2 separate regions of the Mus musculus genome follow, and region 2 is linked to region 1. Evidence: chromatin contacts called from public promoter capture Hi-C data. All regions are on one chromosome and are shown on one strand. Each heading gives the region's core, a stretch centred on a gene start, on an enhancer-like site or on the middle of the called end of the contact. The rest is flanking DNA. Distances are from core to core; before and after follow the strand shown. Region 1 holds the start of Aldh16a1 (aldehyde dehydrogenase 16 family, member A1). Region 2 overlaps Snrnp70 (small nuclear ribonucleoprotein 70 (U1)).

Region 1 (3,370 bases), core at 319-2,818:
GTACAAATGGTTCTGCACTGCCTGTTCCAGAAAACTTCAACCATGTCTTGGTTTTAAAAAGATATATATTTTTAAAAGATTTATTTATTATTTATTATATGTAAGTACACTGTAGCTGTCTTCAGACACTCCAGAAGAGGGCATCATATCTCGTTATAGGATGGTTGTGAGCCACCATGTGGTTGCTGGGATTTGAACTCTGGACCTTTGGAAGAGCAGTCGGGTGCTCTTACCTACTGAGCCATCTCACCAGCCCTTAAAAAGATATTATAATTGTTTTGCAACCCTACCTTTGTTTCAAAAGGTTGTTATGGCTACCATTTTAGGAACACCTTGCAATAATGTCTTTACTACAGAAGGTTATTATAATGTGTATGTTCTGCTCCTGTAACCTCAACTATTTTGGTGGCCAAATCCCCCTATCCACAAACTATATATAAAAACCTTGTCTTTCTCACATCCAGGACTGACTTCTAGAACCAAAGCTTATTGGGGAGGCAGCTTGTGTCCTCAAAAAAAAGCTAGCTTAATTAATTACTTGCTTAAATTACTTTGGCCGTGATGATTTCGGGTCAGTGATCTTTCTCCTTGTATCTTTGGGATCAACACTCTAAACTTTATAGAGTGTTTTATGCTGTCCCTCCAAAGCTGGAGTCCTTTTGTAGTGTGGTGACTCCTCTTAAGAGTCTAAAGACTCTACAACCTCCTAATACCTGCTTGGATGCTGGAAGAATTTCTGGGACCCTGGGCATTCTGATTGGTCCTTGGTTTTAAAGAAAATCCCAGGAACCCTACCACATTCCGATGAGGCTGCAAGAGGGTTCTGGAGCCTTGGGCCAGGAGGCTCTAAAGGAATAATATAAATGAAGTACGAAAACAGGAAAATCTCCCAAAGAAATCCACTAAACTTGGGAGGGGGAGAGGGAGAATGAGAATAGGATGGGCTAGGAGGGTCAAGAGAACTCAGATGACGTTCGAAGGGGCAGGAGATCACAGAGCACCGTAAGGATATTGAAACAAGGGGAGCAGTCATAGCAAGTTTTGGACGAACTTGGGGTTCTAAACGAACTTGAGGTTCTAAACGTTCCCGCGAGCCTCCAAAGTGCCGGGGGCCACAAGGAACCACGATCTAGCAAGGTGAAGACTCAGGAGGACCGCGAGAGGTATGGGGATTTAGTGACCACCCGTTCCTGAAGGGTCCTGGGGAAACACTACGGCGGCGTTCGGGACCGTAAACGAAAACCGCGAGGACAACCATCGCCGCCCACCGCCAGCCGCCCAGCCCAGGCTTCCGCACTGTAGGGGAAATCACGCGCTCAGAGGGGCGGGGCTTCCGAGAAGGCCGCAGTGGATGACGGGAGCCCGCGCGCCCCAAGCGGCCGAGAGGACTCGGAGGCAGCAGCGGCCGCGGGGCAAGCCCTCACCAGTGCGCATGCGTGGCTCTCCGGCACCGGTCCGTACTCCAGCGTCGTGAAAATCTCCCGGGTACTGGGCTGTACACGCGTAGCCGCCATCGCTCTCCCGGAGCCTTCCGCGAGGGATTGCTGGACGGTCTACCTAGAGGAACTTGGAGGTCCGAAGGGCGGCACCGCCCACTCCAATCAAAGGGGCGGGGCCAACCGTAGGGCCCGGAAGCGAGCTATATAGGACGTGACCCGCCTACTTTAGAGCCGCGCGATGCGGCCTATGGGCGGATGCTGGGAAATGTAGTTTCGGGGAGAACAGACATGGTTGGGTGGGTGGGTGGGGTCCCGCACTGGCAGAAGGCCTTCGGCTATTGTCACTTTGACTCTTTAGAAAAAATAGATTTTCGTTGTTTTGTTTTATTTTGTTTTTCAGACAGAGTCTCACTGTGAGCTCTGGAGGCCCTGGATCTAACTATGTAGACCCGGCTGGCTTCAACTCACAGACCCACCTATCTCCGCCTCCCGAGTGCTGGTATTAGAGGCGTGTGCCAGCACACTTGGCTAAAAAAATATTTATCTTTCTTTGTATGTACTCTGTGTAGCCCTGGCTCTCCTGGAACTCACTTTGTAGACCAGGCTGGCCTCGAACTCAGAAATCCGCCTGCCTCTGCTTCCGGAGTGCTGGGATTAAAGGCGTGCGCCACCACGCCCAGCCCTGAGGTATGTCTTTGCACTATGTGTCTGCAGTGCCTGTGGAGCCCAGAAGAGGGCGATGCAGCCGCTGGGCTGGAGAGAGCCTCATGACAGTTGTGGCTGTTTGGAGCTTAACCCCAGACATCTCCAAAAATAACATGTGTTCTTAATTGCTGAGCCTTCTCTCCACCCCAAATGCTTTTCTTTCTTTAAAAGAAGCAAACAAAGATTATTGTTATGTGCATGAGTATTTTGCCTGCTTGTCTGTGCATCATGTACATGCAGTTCCCCAGGAGGCCAGAAGAGGAGGCGACAGATCCCCCTAGAACTGGAGTTACAGGGCTTTGTTAGTCGCAATCTGGGTGTTGGGAATCGAACTCTCCTCTTCTGGAAGAGCAGTCAGCACTCTGCCGTTTAACTATCTCTCCAGCCTCCTCTGCCTCTATAACTTCTTTATAAGCAAAAACATTAATTATGTTCAAAAAAGGGCGATTAATAGCATTGAGACTGGGTGTGTGTTGAGTGGGATCAGACCCAGAGCCTAACTCATGATAGACAAGAGCAGGAGATACTAAAGTTCTCAGAGTGGCAATCCTTTCTGTACTGTAACCTCTGAGGTTTGGGAAGGGCAGATATGTAGGTTTTATTGATTCAGGAAGTGTGTCATTTCGCAGGCCTCCTCAGTCCTTACTTTTGATTGGTTGGCTAGGAGGGCGTGGCTTCAGCTCTTTCATACAAGTGGTCCCTGTAGGTGCCTGCTTTGGATGAAGGGCGCTGAGGTGGGCTTAACGGTGGCTACTTCAGTTCCTTAGTTATACAGACGCCGGAAGTGTGGCTTTCATTTATGCATTGGCCAAACAGGACCTATCAAGATACCCAGCCGACTTGAGAACGGAGCCTTCATCGTAATGGAACTGTAGACCATTCTCAGGACAAATTTTGGGATTCTGGGTGGAGGCCTGGGTGTACTCACTGGTCCTGGTCGGGAGGTAATGGTGCATGCCTTTAATCCCAGCACTTTGGAGGCATAGGCAGGATTCGAGGCCAGCCTGGTCTACAAAGCATTCCAGGGCAGCCAGGAAAGGCTGCACAGAGAAGCCCTATATCGAACACACACACACACACACACACACACACACACACACACGCAAACGAATCAGCTGTGACCCTACAGTAGGCTAGCTTCGCTTATCTGCGAAACGTTCTTCACGTTTTTGGACGCCTAGGACTTTTTCCTAGGGCCATGGCGGACTCGACGTTTTTGGCACCAG
Region 2 (3,370 bases), core at 544-3,043, 230 kb after region 1:
TGTTCTAAAGCCCTTGAACCACTCAGGACAGGAACTGAGTACTCACCACTCTAGCCACGAACAGAGTCTTGAAGGCATCGCCCTGAGCATTGGGATCATTGTGAGGGTCCCCTGTACAAGGAGAAGAAAATCTTTAAAGTAGACAGTGCTCACAATTTTGGGTAGAAGAGTGATGGGAAGAGACTGAATACATGAAGATGGAACCTAGTGCCCCACCCCCACCCCAGAAAAGCTCAGTGACTTAGTAAGCGTGAGTACATGTTTCAGGTCTGGTTTCACTAAAGTTCAATGGCTTTTTCTAGATTGATTGACAGATGACGACAACAGGCTGCTCTGATAAAAATGACGTCAAACCGATGGCTGTGACAAACCTAAAAGCCACTTTAGAACTATATACTTTGGCTAGCCATATGCAGTGCAAGGTGAACTGAGCAGTAACTGAATTCATGCAATCTCTCTGGAGGGATGACTTGAGCTAGCTTGTGGCAAACTGACTGAAACCAAAGCACAGGGAGAAGCCTGATAGCAAACAGTCTCAGACCTCAGACTAGGAACCAGAGTCTAGGATAGGTGGGGTGTGATGGCCTATGTACTAAGGGGGCAGAACTCAGCTTGGCCTACATAGTGAAACCCTGTCTCAAAAAGGAAGGAAGACAGTTAAGGATACATTTTCTCTTCCATACCCTATAGTCTAAAGCAGGGACCCTGGGCTAGTGCTAAAAGCAAATGACCAAGATCAACTGGTACAGAGAACTATCAAAACCCTGTTCCGTTTGGACACCAAGTATTAAGTCTTCAGAAAAAGACCAAGAATCTATTAAGCAATCCTAATGGGGTGTGGGGTTACTGGAAGCTATACCCCAGTGCTACACATTCTGTGACCATCTTATTAGCTGTCCTGGCTCTCTCATTCATTTAATCCTTAGAATATAGCTGCAAGTGTCAAATAAAAGAGATCATAGAAGAGATAGAAAAAGTTTAAGTGGGAAAAAGGCGAATGCTAAGATTTTGAGGACAGCCTGAACTACAGAATGCAATGCTGAAAATTTTAAAATAAGGGGGGAGGGGCACACAGGGGAAGCTAAAGAGATGGCTCAGCAGTTAGCTGCTCTTCCAGAGGTCCTGAGTTCAATGCCCAGCAACTACATAGTGGTTCACAACCACCTGTAATGGAATCTAGATGCCCTCTTCTAGTGTACATAAATAAATCTTTAAAAAAGTAAAATAAAGATCTTGGCCTTTCTCAAGATCATAGCAATTTAGAAGAATATCAGGCATGCCTAGGGTCTTTGAGCCAGAAAGTAGGACTATTTTTTCTGCCTCCCATTGGCAGCCAAAGCAATGCCTATACTTAAGCAGTCTAGTCAAATGGTCCTTGTTACAGATTGCTTATCATATGGACACATCACAGGCATTGATATTTTGCAGGTTTCTTCAGTTATCAGTTGTGACTTTACTACCAACAGGCAAACTAGATCCAAAGAATCAGCCATGATGGTGGTCCTTTCTATCATAAGGGCATGGCTGTTAATACAGTGACAGAAGAGAGCTCTTCAAGACATTAAGACTTTCAACTGCACCTCTACTCAAGAGATGCCCCTCAACATTGCCGACCTCATCCCAGGAGTTGTCCCACTAACTGTCCCGAGGCAGGGTTCAATCCTAGGGTCCCCTTTTCCTTTCTCTTTACAGTCAGTGCCTAAGTGTGCATGTGTGTCAAGGTTGAACTTAGGACTCGCTTGTCAGGACCCTAACACAGAACTAGACACAGGAAGCCTCAAAGCTAGAAAACTTCACTAGGCTTCCCGTTAGTTGGCACGAAATCTCAAAACTTCCCCTTTTTATAAGATACTCTACAACTCGACAAGGCAAGCCTACTTGTTTTTCATTTTGCAAACAGGAATAATCATTCCTGCTGCACACAGAAGTCACCAGGAGTTCATAACATGAAGGACTTCAAGTGCTCAGCAAAGGGATTCTCCTTTAATAGAAGCGGTCTTTTGACAGGGGACAGCAAGCTTCTACAGTCAGTGAGCACAGACAGATACCCTACTGCACGTGATCCATCCTCTGTTCTATTTTGGACAGTACAATGAACCTGCTTCAATTACCAACATGGGGCCTAACTTGGTTGATCTCTACATTCCCCAATCTAACTTGGGAATTTCAGTCACATCTCAGAGCTTGCTATGTTGATCTTCAATACATTTCAATAAATTGAAACCACAATACCATCGTTAATGACTAATTTCTAACTTCATCTACAATCCCTCAACTGGGGCTTTATCAGAATGATACTTAAATACACCACACATTTAAACTCCAATCCAATCAAACTCAATGTTTTGCTTGGTTGATGAGTCCCCTTCTGCTACCCCTTTTTGTTTAAGATAAGGTTTCTCCCACTTTCTTCAACTGGTGCAAGGCACACCTGGATCAGCAGAACGAGACTAGCATTATGCTGAGGGTAGGAGGGAGAAATGAGTACTTGTCTTTAGAAAGCTCCTTAAGAAAATTTGGGCTGGGGAGACAAGTGAACAAGACAGACACAATACTAAAGCACTGTCTAAGCTAAGAGGGCCCTGGACATGAAACTTCTTGCTTTATGACATTTAGCAAGTAACAGGGACAAGTCTTTGTGACAAGCTGGGCGGAAAAAATAAATGGTATTGGGATGGCTAATCTTAGTTGACAACTTTCATTAATCTGGAATCAACTAAAACCCAGAAGCCGGACATGCCTTTGAGGACTTCTGAATTTAATCATTTGAGGTAAGAAAACCCAACTTAAATCTGGGTCATACTTTTTGTTGGCAACCTTCACAAAACCATGAATGAAGGAAGCTTTCTACCTGCCTGCCTGCCCACCCCGAGTCTCCTGCCAGGCGTATCCACCCTGATGCTGAGGCATTCTTTCACTGGTATTAGAGCCTACTTCTTCAGGATTCCAACATAGACTTTACAATTAACAAATTCTTAGCCTTCCTGTTGAAAAAAGTCATTGTTTGACTAGCCAGACCACAGCCTGTAAGACAGACAGACACAGACACACACACCATTTCTATCAGTGCTGTTCCTTTAGAGAACCCTAGCTCAGGTGCAAAAGACAAACTGAGTAACAACATATGGAAACACCTTGCACATCTGAAAAGCCATGTCTTAGGGAAGACAAAATCCCATAGAAATTAGGAGAGGTGCTTTGATGGTTTGAATATGGGAGTATGAGATATCTGAGAAAACACACAGACTCAGTACAGTACAAGAGCTAGAGCTTCGTGCATTATCTTATCGTGTGCACTAAGTACTCTTGAGAAAATCTCTAAGTTCTAAAATACAGTTTAGAAAAGAATGATTCAACAAGGCTACAGACA

Evidence for each region. Promoter capture Hi-C pulls out the DNA fragments that hold promoters and counts their contacts.
Region 2: a contact with region 1 is called in a promoter capture Hi-C map of the HPC-7 cell line. The contact joins the enhancer-like site here to the promoter of Aldh16a1 in region 1. A contact is called at or near these places in 16 of 39 promoter capture datasets (3T3-L1-derived adipocytes, the C10 cell line, the HPC-7 cell line and 11 more), 9 of 484 Hi-C or Micro-C datasets (B cells, CD8 T cells, Sertoli cells and 5 more), 17 of 115 datasets of contacts at active chromatin or transcription factors (the 230-238 cell line, the SCID.adh cell line, bone marrow-derived macrophages and 12 more) and 3 of 9 other capture datasets (adipose tissue, liver and pancreatic islet).

What each region holds. Positions count from the first base shown.
Region 1 is chr7:45,152,968-45,156,337 of GRCm38.p6, forward strand. Aldh16a1 (aldehyde dehydrogenase 16 family, member A1) reads right to left here and starts at 1,569. Exons shown (of 17, transcript NM_145954.2): 1 at 1,425-1,569. The coding sequence starts at 1,514. It overlaps Pih1d1 (PIH1 domain containing 1), which reads left to right and starts at 1,336. Exons shown (of 10, transcript NM_029406.4): 1 at 1,336-1,573; 2 at 3,339-3,370. The coding sequence starts at 3,343.
Region 2 is chr7:45,387,343-45,390,712 of GRCm38.p6, forward strand. It overlaps Snrnp70 (small nuclear ribonucleoprotein 70 (U1)), which reads right to left. Exons shown (of 10, transcript NM_009224.5): 5 at 47-111. Among named protein-coding and RNA genes, the nearest start is that of Snrnp70, 6.7 kb to the right of the region's middle. Within about 2 kb of position 1,794, at least 11 of the 459 cell types and tissues checked have an H3K27ac peak or open chromatin away from gene starts, as enhancers often do. A contact at or near this core is called in the HPC-7 cell line and bone marrow-derived macrophages, where this site is marked.